2 separate regions of the Macaca mulatta genome follow, and region 2 is linked to region 1. Evidence: chromatin contacts called from public Hi-C data. All regions are on one chromosome and are shown on one strand. Each heading gives the region's core, a stretch centred on a gene start, on an enhancer-like site or on the middle of the called end of the contact. The rest is flanking DNA. Distances are from core to core; before and after follow the strand shown. Region 1 holds the start of PRIM2 (DNA primase subunit 2). Region 2 holds the start of RAB23 (RAB23, member RAS oncogene family).

Region 1 (6,073 bases), core at 469-2,968:
TCCTGGAACATAAACTCTGAAAACAACACTAGTGTTTCTGTTTCAATTCATGTCTAGCCCATTCTTTTCTCTAGCAACACACTGAGGATTAAGTAGGCCCCCAGGACAATGGCCACATCCTTCTTACACCCCGATATCATATCATTAGCATGGCACAAAATGCCCTCCATACTTCTCCATCCACCCTGAATTCCTGAACTTGTTACTGTTACCTCAAATATGAAATTCTCTTTCATGCTCCAAGCCTTTGTATAGGCCATTATGTCAGCTTGGAAAAACTCTTCACTTCTTCTCTGCTGGAAAATTTCTACCCATTCTTCAAGGTCCAGATCACATTTCAACTTCTCTAAGAAGCTTATTTAATCAGACTAAGTCAGTCACTCCCACTTCTTTGTTTCAACAGCACCACCATTTACTTCTAGAGCAGTTAAAATACTGAATTATGACTATTATTTTGGATGTCTGTCTCCATGTACTAGAATACAACTTCAACAAAAAATAACATTATTCATATCAAAATCCCTGCCACCTAGAACATAATGGCACTCAATAATATGCACTGTACAATAAATAAATGAATGAGTACCAAACCCTCAACAAATATTTCTTGAATGGATTGCTGAATGAAGGAAATGAATTATCTCAATAAATATTTGTTGAATGGATTGCTGAATGAAGGAAATAAATTACCTTCATTCATTCTCACAAAGGGTAAGTAAGTTTCTCAAGAATATATACATTCTAATTTAAATAGTACTTACATTTAACTCTATCAATAGCCAAGTTTTCAAATTCTATTAAAGATATGTTTTCAGACGGTGGCTGCAAGTAAAACTGAAGGCAATGAGGGTAGGAAGCATTCCTCTGGTCACCTGCCAATCTCGGCATCCTCCACTTTTTTTTGGAAAACTCCATCTTGGTCACCTTAGAAGGAAGCATATAAAAAGCATAAAATTATGGAAAATAAAGTTGGAAAAAGAAAACACGAAAAAATAATTACACAAACAGAAAAAAAAAAATGGACTTGAAGGCATGCACAAAATGTTAGCAGTGGCAATTCCTGGGTGATGTCCTTCTCTCTTTTCCAGATTTTCTACAATACACCTATAATAATTTTGTAATGGGGGTGGGAGAGGCGCTAGAGCAGACGCAGGTGGTGATCCTAATTTTCAGCAACATGAAAGTCAGGTGATGTTGCCTGCTCATTACAGGCCTGTGTGTCACTGCTCCTGGATCTTTACGATCCCAAGAGTTAATATAAGGTTTTACGTGGTCTGCAATCCTGAACTTAGAGGAGAGTGCTGTAGGTTCTGGCTAAATGAGGGTCTCACTTGATGGACTGGGTCCAGTTACTCACTTTCTCTGTTATGACTCTGGGAAACAGAACAACTGTCTTTCGGAACTCCTTTTCGGGAACATCCACAAGTGCCTTATAAAAGTTCCATCCCCAACACCTCTGCCCACTCCACTAGCAAACCTATCTGCCCCCAACTCCTCCCTGGTACCTGAGTGTCTGCCCCAACCAATCAACCAATACCCACTACTCTCAACCCGCCAAGTTTGTCCTTCTGCTCCTGCTGCCTGCAAAGTGATCCGTCTCTCCTTTCTGTCGACTTGCAAGCCTCAACAACAGAATTGCTCTCTGTCCTAAATTCGCGGGAGTTTCCCTTACCTGCAAGAATTCAAACTCGGGGAAACACAAACGCTGACAGCTACCGCTCCCGGGTGGCGGGAGAGTTCATATGAAACCGGAAGCGGAAGCGATTAGCACGGAAGGCCCGCCCTCCCCCACCTCCCCTCGGCCGCTTGGAGGGGGTTGTGCCTGGGGCTCTGGGCATGCTCAGTGAAGCGCGTCTGGGAGCTCAAGGCGTTTCACGGACTTTGGCAGCTTTAAAATGTTTGGATGTCAATGTTTTGGGGATTTCTTTTTTCCAAATTTTAAGATGCATTTCCCGTACGTGGAGTAGGTAGCTTTTAACGGTTGAAACTGGGGTGCTGAATGCTAGTGGAGAAAACTCCCATACGCCGAAAATTGAACCAATGTAAGTTCGTTTGGGGACACTAACAAATATTCCGTATATTGAGGAGAATATGGCGCTTTAACCCGCAGAGCTGGCACTCATCACTTTCAATCTGGGGAGGAATGAGGAAAAAAAGCATTAGGATCCTTTTTGCACCTAGCTCACTATTAAGGGCTCTTTTTTCCCCTCGTTTAATCTTTCAGCGACGTTTAAGGTCCTATACGGTCGTATTACCCCCATTTGGCAGATGAGGAAACAAGTTACAAGATCATCATTAGCTACATACAATACATAGTTTGAATTTCGGATTGGGCGGCAAGATCCTACTGGCAGGTTCCACGTTCAGTTCCCTCCCCGCTCCCCGGCAATGCCTCGCACAGAGTAAGCGCGCGGCTGAATTATCTGTGGAATGAACTAGAATGAATGAAAGAATGAACATTCGCAGAAATCGCTCTGCAGTCTACAGGAATTAGAAGAACCCAGCCTCGGAGGGAAGATAGGGTGGAAGAAGTGGAAGCACTGTAGATAACGCGGACGTGCCGCTTGCTTTCCAGATGTCTTACTGCAGACTCACAAGCGGTGCCACCGTCAGAGCCACCACACCAGTTCTGTCTGTAAGATTTTCGAGAACTAGAAATTAACTTCACTCGTGGCCTCTAGGAGGCGTGCCTTGCTTACAAATGTGCTGGAATGAGGCTCCGGTATAGGTAGTCGTTAGGCGATCAACTGAATGTTTTGAAATGTTCATGTTCTTAGAAATGCAAAGTACATTGAAACAGTCTCAAGCTTCAGAGCATCTACCCAGCCTGGACTAAACTGTGGCTGGCACTGACTTTATACCAGGACCTGTTCTAAGTGGTTTACATATCAACTCATTTTATTCTCACAACCATTTAAGATAGGCTATTCCCCCCCGCCCCCCCGCCCCGACACACCACCACTACCCGAGACAGAGTCTTGTTCTGTGGCCCACCCTGGAGTGCAGTGGAGCGATCTCGGCTCACTACAACCTCTGCCTCCCGGGTTCAAGCAATTCTCCTGCCTCAGCCTCCCGAGTAGCTGGGATCTGTAATCCCAGCTAATTTTTGTATTTTTAGTAAAGACGGGGTTTCACCATGTTGGCAAGCTGGTCTCGAACTCCTGACCTCGTGATTCGCCCGCCTCGGTCTCCCAAAAGTTATTATATTAAACCTATTTTCTAGATACGGAAACTGAAGAACAGAGAAGTTAAATGAAGTCAAAAGGACACATAATGTCAGAGCCATGTTCAAACCCAGAGAAACTCTCCAGGCCCCACTGTGCTAACGATCTCACTATACTAATTCCAGTAGTATGACAGCAGAGCTTCACCTCATTTCTTCCTCTCTGTATCAAATACATAATACAAATACTTCACCTGGTCTGAAGAAGACACCTGAAAGCATATAAATTGCCTGAAAAACCAGCAGCACAGATCATAAGAATATTTACATGAATATCTTATCTCTGGGTTTCAAACAAAGTTAAATATTATAAATTACAAAGAAAAAAGATATAAAGACTTGACGATAAAAATACAAAATTACGCATGTAAAAAATTCACAAAAGTATTTTGCACTCATCAAACTACCGAAAAGGTCTACCAAAAGTATAACATCAAAAAGGTTAATGCCATCAGGATACAAAGCAGTTAATTCATTAGGAAAAAAATCCTAAGACACAAAGAGAAAAATGGGAAAAGAAGAACAAGTAACTCATAGAAAAAATAACTAATGTTAAATATGAAAAATGTTTTTATCACTAGCGCAAATAAATTTTCTCCTGCAAAATTGTCAAGGATTTTATAATGAAACTACTCAGTGTTGCCACCTGTTTTGCTCCTCATTTAAACCCCTGAGGCTCTTTATGATTCCCATATGGTGTAGTTCTTTAAATAATTATAGCCCTCTACTACAGAAGTTCTTTATCTTTTGGCAGATTAAGAACTTCTGTAGTAGAGGGATGTAATTATGTCCATGAACCACTGGACAATGTGATGAAAGTTCTCCTCAGAAAAATGCACCTACACATGCATCTATACTATTTCAAGAGATTCAAGATCACCATATGTGACTGGTCAAGAATTCCAGCACCACTAGGTTTTAAGCTTTCTTTGGATGAGCCCTTTTGTTCATCTTTGTGATCCCCAAAGTACTTGCTACAATATCTGCCTAATTAAAAGATGAAGTTGCCAGTGTCATTTTATGACCAACTCAGAGAAAACTGAAAATATATGTTCATGCTTAACATACCAATATCTTCCTATGTCACATAATAGCTACCTTTTCATCATATTAAAAACCGATTTTAAGCCCCTGGGAACAAAATAGCCTGTGTTTGTCAGCTATTCCAGCATTTTTGTTGTTTCTAAATGCCACAGTTTTGGTTGCTACCTCACTGTGAAGTGTGTTTTTCTGAATCCAGAGGCAATTGCAATATAAATCTGCATATCACAGTAGCAATAATGCACAATAATGTTATACATTTCAGCAGCCATGTTCAGTAAATCACTGTGAGCTCTTTCATGTATTCACTTCATCTAAAAAAATGGATTGACACAATGCTCAACCCTGGCAACTGAGAGTCTCGTAAATTACAGACATTGACCTCACAATCATGGGGAGGAAAACATACATAAACACATAAGTTTTACTTCCACTGAATCATAGCATCTCAAAAACAGGGACGACTGTTTCATTCATTTCTGTGACCCCAGTGCCTGGCACTCCATGGGCCCTCAACAAATACTTATGACACTGAATTGTTTTTGTTTTTTTTCTTTTGTTTTGTTTTGTTTTTTTGAGACGAAGTCTTGCTCTGTCGCCCAGGCTGGAGTGCAGTAGTGCGATCTCGGCTTACTGCAACCTCCGTCTCCTGGGTTCAAGCAATTCTCCTACCTCAGCCTCCCGAGTAGCTGGGATTACAGGCGCCTGCCACCATGCCCAGCTATTTTTTGCATTTTTAGTAGAGATGAGGTTTCACCACGTTGGCCAGGCTGGTCTCAAACTCCTGACCTCAGGTGATCCGCCTGCCTCGGCCTCCCAAAGTGCTGGGATCATAGGCGTGAGCCACCGTGCCCGACCAACACTGAATTATTGAATACTGTGAGAGACGTATGAAAAAAAATGCTGGGTTCAGCTTCCCATTAAACAGATGGTTTGAATCAAATGTGACTCCAACTTATAAAACTTCAAGTCCTCATCTGAAAACTTTATACACATTCCTTCCAGAATGAGTTGGCTTCCTAGTTTAGCCTGTAATAAAGCACAGAGTACCTTCTCTGGCAGAATTTCCATGAATCATCACTGCTCAATTCAGTGCCTGCCCTGGGCATTACCCAGCTACAGACAGACTGCCCCACGTGGCATTCAACCTGAGATAACTCCTCCACAGCTCCAGAACTTCTATCCCAAAAAGTGTCACACTTACAGCTGATAATTTAGTTGCCATGCTTGGTAAATCTAAGTGAGTGTTCATTCCTCCTCTGTGCGGGGTGTGTCGCCCTAAAAACCAAAGGCGTGGTAAGCTTCTTTACTGAGTAAGCATGCTATAAACTCTAGGTCCTACCAGCTGTGTTTGCCATGAAAAGCAGAGAACAGGAGGTATTTCCAGCAAGATAGCTGACCCATAAAAGCTAAAGCAGAGTTAGCCAACCTGTGGCCCTCCACCCTCCCCATTTCACTGCCTACATCTGGGAGTTGGCTGGGAACCAACCTAAAGAAAGCACTTCATTATTTCTCCATTTGCTTTAGATTGCTTTTTTTGGTCAAAATCAAGGAGCAGGAGAACTGAGAGGAAGCATATTCTTAAGGGTAGCACGGTGAAGAACCACTACCCTTCCATATATCAACATTATTTGATGTGTTCCAGAAATAGTAATTAAACACTTACTAAGTGCCAGGAAACATTTTCTATGCTGGGGATATAAGAATGATGAGAGAGCCAAAAAATCCTGCTCTCATAAAACTTCTAATGGGAAAGAGAGACAATAAACAAGTTAAAGGCATAAATCATTAGGTTAGATAACAACTACT
Region 2 (5,979 bases), core at 1,080-3,579, 79 kb after region 1:
CCATTGACGGACACTTGGGTTGCTTCCACCCTTTGGCTATTGTGAATAATGCTGCTATAAACATGGTTGAACAAATGTCTTTTTTGAGTCCCTGTTTTCAATTTTTTTGGATATATACTCAGAAGTGGAATTATTTAATCATATGATAATTCTATTTTTAATATTCTGATGAACCATACAATTTTCCATAGTGGCTGTACCATTTTACATTCCCACCAGCAGCACACAAAGGTTGTAATTTTTCCACATCCTTGCCAACACTCTTATTTATTTTCTGTTCTGCTTTGTTTATAATCATCATTCTAATGAGTGTGAAGTTGTATCTCATGGTTTTGAGTTGCATTTCCCTCATGATTAGTGACCTTGAGTCTCTTTTCATGGGCTCATTGGCTATTTGTATATCTTCTTTGGAGAAATGTCTATTCAAGTCATTTGCCAACTTTTTAATCATTTTTTTTTTCTCAGAAAGGGCATCAGTATGTTACTCAAATTTAAGAGACTGCCAACCAAATCCTAGAGATAAATCTGTTAGCTACTTGATATTAAATTTCTTACAAATACTATTGCTATTATAATTAAAACAATCTCCACTTAATTTTTAAAATTATTAAGTGTGAAGTATAATTCACATACAGAAAAATGTGCATAAGAGTACAGCATGAATTTTCACAAATGGACATGCTTTTATAACTAGCGCCAAAATCAACAGAGAGAACCTTACTAGAAGGAAGCCCCTCTTTCAGTTGCTAACTGGAAGCCCCTCTTCTAGTTGCTAACTCCTTCCAGTCACTATCCCCTGCCCACCAAGGTAACCATTATGCTAACTTTGAGCAGCTTAGTTCTTCTGTTTTTGTACTTTATAGAAATGGACTTATGCCATGTGTACTTTTGTTGTCTTTTTATGCTGGGCATTAGGTTTCCGCAGTTGATCCACGTTGTTACCCGTAATTATTGCAGATGGTTCTTTGCGTTGCTGTATAGTGTTTTATTATGCGAACCCTGTGTAATTTCATTCATTTATTCTATTGTTGATGGTCTTTTGGGTTATTCTCATTAAGGAATTATTACAATAAATGCAGCTACGAACATTCTGATACCTGACTGTCGATGCACCCTAAGTATTCCTTTCTCTTTGCTCTATATGGAGGCGTGGAACTGCGGGGCCATAGGGTGTGCACCTTTTGCAGACAGTCCCAAACTGTTGTTCAAAGGAGTTGTTCCAGTTTACATTCCAGCAGCAGAGTAGAAGAATGCAGTGACTTTACATCCTGGCCAACACTTGGTATTTTCCATGTTTTTTTTCTATTCTATTTTATTTTGAAATATAAAAACAACTGAAGCAAACAAAGTTGAGATTGCTTTTGCGGGACCTTTTCGTTTTTGGTTTGCTTCTCTGAATAATTAACCATCTCAGGCTTCTATTTTGTCCAGCCAAATCCTGCAGGCTGTGTGTGTGCGTTTTCGACTTTGTTCGACATTTTTTGCTCACTCGGCCACTTAAGATGTCATCTGGTCAAGAAAATAAGGTATGTGTCCGATGCGGGGCAAGCCCTTTGAGGACTCTGGAAGTGTGATAACTCTGTGAAACTTATGCAGACCGTCATTGGCCTATCTCTCTTTTCTAGTGTTCACGATCTAGGAGATCGGGCTCGCCTCTGGTCTCTCCACTGCCCTCCCGGGATCCCTTGGAGGCGCCTGGAAAGCTGAGCTGCCGCCCGCCACCCGCCAGAACATGGGCGGGGCAGGGCCGCTGGTCTGCACAGAGCACGCGCAAACGAAGCACGGCGCATGCTCCGCAGCGCGGCGGGTCCTCAGATGAGGGGAGTCGAGACTCCCGCGCCCCACCATCCTCATCGGAGCTGCTGCTGAGCCACTCAATCTGAGCCCTGGCTACCAATAAAGTTCGTTTAAAAATCATAATCATTCTTAAGAGAGCGAAAGAGGGTGCGAACTAGCCGCGCGGCCCCGCAGGGAGAACCGGCGCGTCGGGAGGAGGCAGTGGCGGCAGCGGTTGCGCCGCGACCAGGAGGAGCCGGTGGCGCCGGGCGGCGGGTCCGCGGCGGGCGGGGGACGGTGAGTAGCGGCTCGCGCTGCGGTGCAGCCACGCTGCACTCATTCGCCCTCTCCAGCGGCTAGGGGTTCGTCCGGCTCCACTGGGGAAGAGTCAGCTTCTCCCCGGGGTCCCGGGTTGTGCCTTACTCTCGGGAGTGGGCAGGGGCCTCCAGGCCCGGCTCCCCCATCCCCGGGTTCGAACAGCCGAGCGCCGGCTCTCCAGCCCTTGAGCATCGATCCCAAGTTCCAGCTAGAGAAGGTGGGCGGCAGCGCCAGCCCGGCGCCCCCTCCCAGCTCCCAGCGGTCGGTACCTGGAATTGCCAGGTGGGCGGGAAAGAGGGATGGAGCAGGGGCGGCGCTGCGGCCCCAGTCTGGCCGAGAGTTCGGCTTTTTGCCTGCCCCAAGTCCTGAATGGGGAAGGGGCGACCCAGGCTGGGCCGGACACCGGTGAGGGCGTGAAGTGCTCAGGTTAGGTTTGACGGCGAAGAGGGTCCTCAGCTCCATCAAGGCATGTAGACTCCTCTTCTCCCTGCAGTGCGACCCCTCTTTACCCGCGACCCCACCCTTCCCTAGTTTCTTGCTCATAGAATGCTGGAATATAAATGAGCCAAATTGTGCTGTTCCATTGACACTGGTTGCTACAGACTTAACTTTACTCGGAGATCCGAGGAGCCATCGGCAGTTCCCTGGAGTAAGAACGTGAGAGCGTGTGAGAGTAAGAACTTCCTTATCAAGAGCTAGTGAAGTGGCAGTGGGGTCTGAAAAGGGCTGTTAACTTCTCTAGGTTTTTATATATCTCCTAACATCCAGGTAATTTCATTGACCCTAAGAAGTTTTTCAGTATTTTTACAAATATAACTGTACTTCTACTTAAATAAAGGCCGTTGTGAGAAAACAACCTTTTGATTGGTGAGTTAACTCACCCTTTGTTTTTCTAATTTATTAGACTGCATTAGCAAAATGTTAAGTTTTGGGGAAAGGGTGTTTATATAAAGTATTATTGTCAAGGTCTTTAATTATACTCAGAATTATGCTTATTTCTAGGAACGTAATTGTTTTGACCTAGTGCTTTAAGTCTATGGAGTAGTTTCTGAAAAGCAAGAGTCTGACTGCCTGTTAACATTTAATTTGGCTTTTTTCTTTAAATTTATTTATTTATTTTTTTTGAGACGGAGTCTCGCTCTGTAGCCCAGGCTGGAGTGCAGTGGCCGGATCTCAGCTCACTGCAAGCTCCGCCTCCCGGGTTCACGCCATTCTCCGGCCTCAGCCTCCCGAGTAGCTGGGACTACAGGCGCCCACCACCTCGCCCGGCTATTTTTTTTTTTTGTATTTCTTAGTAGAGATGGGGTTTCACCGTGTTAGCCAGGATGGTCTCGCTCTCCTGACCTCGTGATCCACCCGTCTCGGCCTCCCAAAGTGCTGGGATTACAGGCTTGAGCCACCGCGCCCGGCCTCTTTAAATTTATTTTAAGGAAATTAATGTATTATTTTTAAAAGTATATGGTAAAATTGATCTTTTTTTCGGTGTGCAGTTCTGCGAATTTTAGACTCATGTAACCACCACTACAATAAGGATGTAGAACAAATCTATCACTCCCCGCCCTCACAGAAAAAAAAAAACCTAATGTGATCCCTTTGTATCATACTACTTACCCCTGGCAATTATTAATATTTTCTAGAAATGGAATCATAACAGTTGGTAATCTTTGGATATTAGCTTTTTTTTCACTCAGCAAAATGCCTTTAAGATTTTTCCAAGTTGTTTCATGTATGGATAATTTTTTTTCATATTGCTGAGTACTGTTTTATTATGTGGAAATGCTACAGTTTGTTTCTACATCTGCCCATTGAAGGACATTGAGGTTGTTTTCAGTTTTCTGTGATTATGAATCAATCTGCTATAAATACCATGTAAAGGTTTTTTGTATGGACATGTTTTCATTTCTCTAGGGTATTGCTACAAGTGGATTGCAGGGTCATATGGTAAATGTATGTTTAATTTAAAAAAAACACTGTTAAACTCTTTTCTGGAGTGTCTGTGTCATTTTGCATTCCCACAAGCAACATGTGAGAGTTGTAGTTGCTCCACATACTCCCAGCATTTGGTAGTGTCAGTTTTTTAAGACTTAGCCATTTTAATAGGTGTGTAGTGGTATCTCATTGTGGTTTTAATGTGCCTTTAACTGATGGCTAAAGATGTTGTACATGTTTTCATGTGTTCATTTGCCACATGGAGTCATTGGTGAGGTATCTGGCCAAGTCTCTTGCCCATTTTTAAATTGGTCTGTTTTCTTATGTTGAATTTTGAGGGTTCTTTTTATGTTCTGGATACAAATTATATGTCAGTTACATGTTTTTCAGGTATTTTCTTCCAGTCTGTCTTGTCTTTTCATTCTAACAGTGTCTTTCAGACAGCAGTGTTTTTAATTTTGGTGAAGTCCAGTATCAATTTTTCCTTTTATGGATCTTCTGGTGTCATGTCTAAGAACTCTGCCTAACAGGTCAAGATTTTTCTCCTTCTAAAAATTGTTTTATAAAAGTATTCCATTTAGATCTGTGATCCATTTGAGTTAATTGTATAAGGTGTGAAGGTTTACTTTTTTGCTTATGGACGTCCAGTTGTTCCATCAGCATTTGTTGAAAAGACTGTCTTCTCTCCATTGAATTGCTTTTGCATCTTTGTTAAAAATCAATTGGCTTTATTTGTGAGGGTCTATTTTGGGCCTGTTTTGTTCCACTGATTTACTTAACTTTCCCTTGGCCAGTATCACACTTTGTTAATTTAGCATTGTAATGTCTTAAAACCAGGTAGTATAATTTCCTTCAGTTTCATTCTTTTTCAAAATTGTTTTAGCTATTCTGATTCTTTTACCTTTGTGTATAAAGTTTAGAATCAACTTGTGGATACAGAAAAATTTGCTGGTGCTTTGACTGAAATTGTATTACACCCACAGATCAATTTAGGGAAAATTGCTAAGTTTACTTTGTTGAGTCTCCCAATCCATGAACATGATATGTCTTTCCATTTATTTAGGTCTTTGATTTGTTTAGTGTTTTATAGTTTTCAGCATACAGATTGTGTACATGTTTTGTTACATTTATACCTAAGTATTTAATGTTTTTTGAGCTATTGTAAATCTCATTCTAAAAAATACTGGTTTCAAATTGTACATTGTATGTGGAAATACAATTGAATTTTGTGTGTTGTGCATATGTCCTCTGACTTTGCTAAACTCATTAGTTCAGGGTTTGGTTTTTAAATTTTTGGTAGATTCCATGGGTTTTTCTACAGAGATAATCATGTCACTTGTGAATAGAGAAAGTTTTATTTATTTTTTTCCTAATCTGTGTTTTATTTATTTTTGTTTCCTATTACAATGACTAGAACTTCATGTATGATGAATAGGAGTAGTGAGAATAGATATCCTTACCTTGTTCCCAATCAGAGGAAAGCAGTCTTCCAGAATTGTTTTATGTTATAGATGCTTTTTTTTTTTTTGAGACAGAATCTCACTCTGTCATCCAGGCTGGAGTGCAGTGGTATGATCTCAGCTCACAGCAACCTCTGCCTCCCTGGTTCAAGCAATTCTTGTGCCTCTGTCTCCTGAGTAGCTGGGATTACAGGTGAGCACTCCCACACCCAGTTATTTTTTTGTATTTTTAGTTGAGACGGAGTTTCACCATGTTGCCCAGGCTGGTCTCGAACTCTTGAGCTCAGACAATCTGCCGCTGCAGCCTCCCAAAGTGTTAGGATTACAGACGTGAGCCACTGTACTTGGCCTATAGGTGCCTTTTACCAGGTCGAAGAAGTCCCATTCTATTTCTAGTTTGCTCAGAGTTTTCTCACAAATGTTGAATTTTGTCAAGTATTTCTTCTGCATCAATTGATATTATGTTGTGTTTATATGGTGGATTACATTGATTGCT

What was found. A called contact is a pair of places that touch in the nucleus more often than the background predicts.
Region 2: a contact with region 1 is called in a Hi-C map of cortical neurons, with 4 times the contacts expected there. The contact joins the promoter of RAB23 here to the promoter of PRIM2 in region 1.

What each region holds. Positions count from the first base shown.
Region 1 is chr4:124,990,647-124,996,719 of T2T-MMU8v2.0, forward strand. PRIM2 (DNA primase subunit 2) reads right to left here and starts at 1,719. Exons shown (of 14, transcript NM_001266600.1): 1 at 1,673-1,719; 2 at 762-924. The coding sequence starts at 915.
Region 2 is chr4:125,068,543-125,074,521 of T2T-MMU8v2.0, forward strand. RAB23 (RAB23, member RAS oncogene family) reads left to right here and starts at 2,330. Exons shown (of 7, transcript NM_001261741.1): 1 at 2,330-2,355.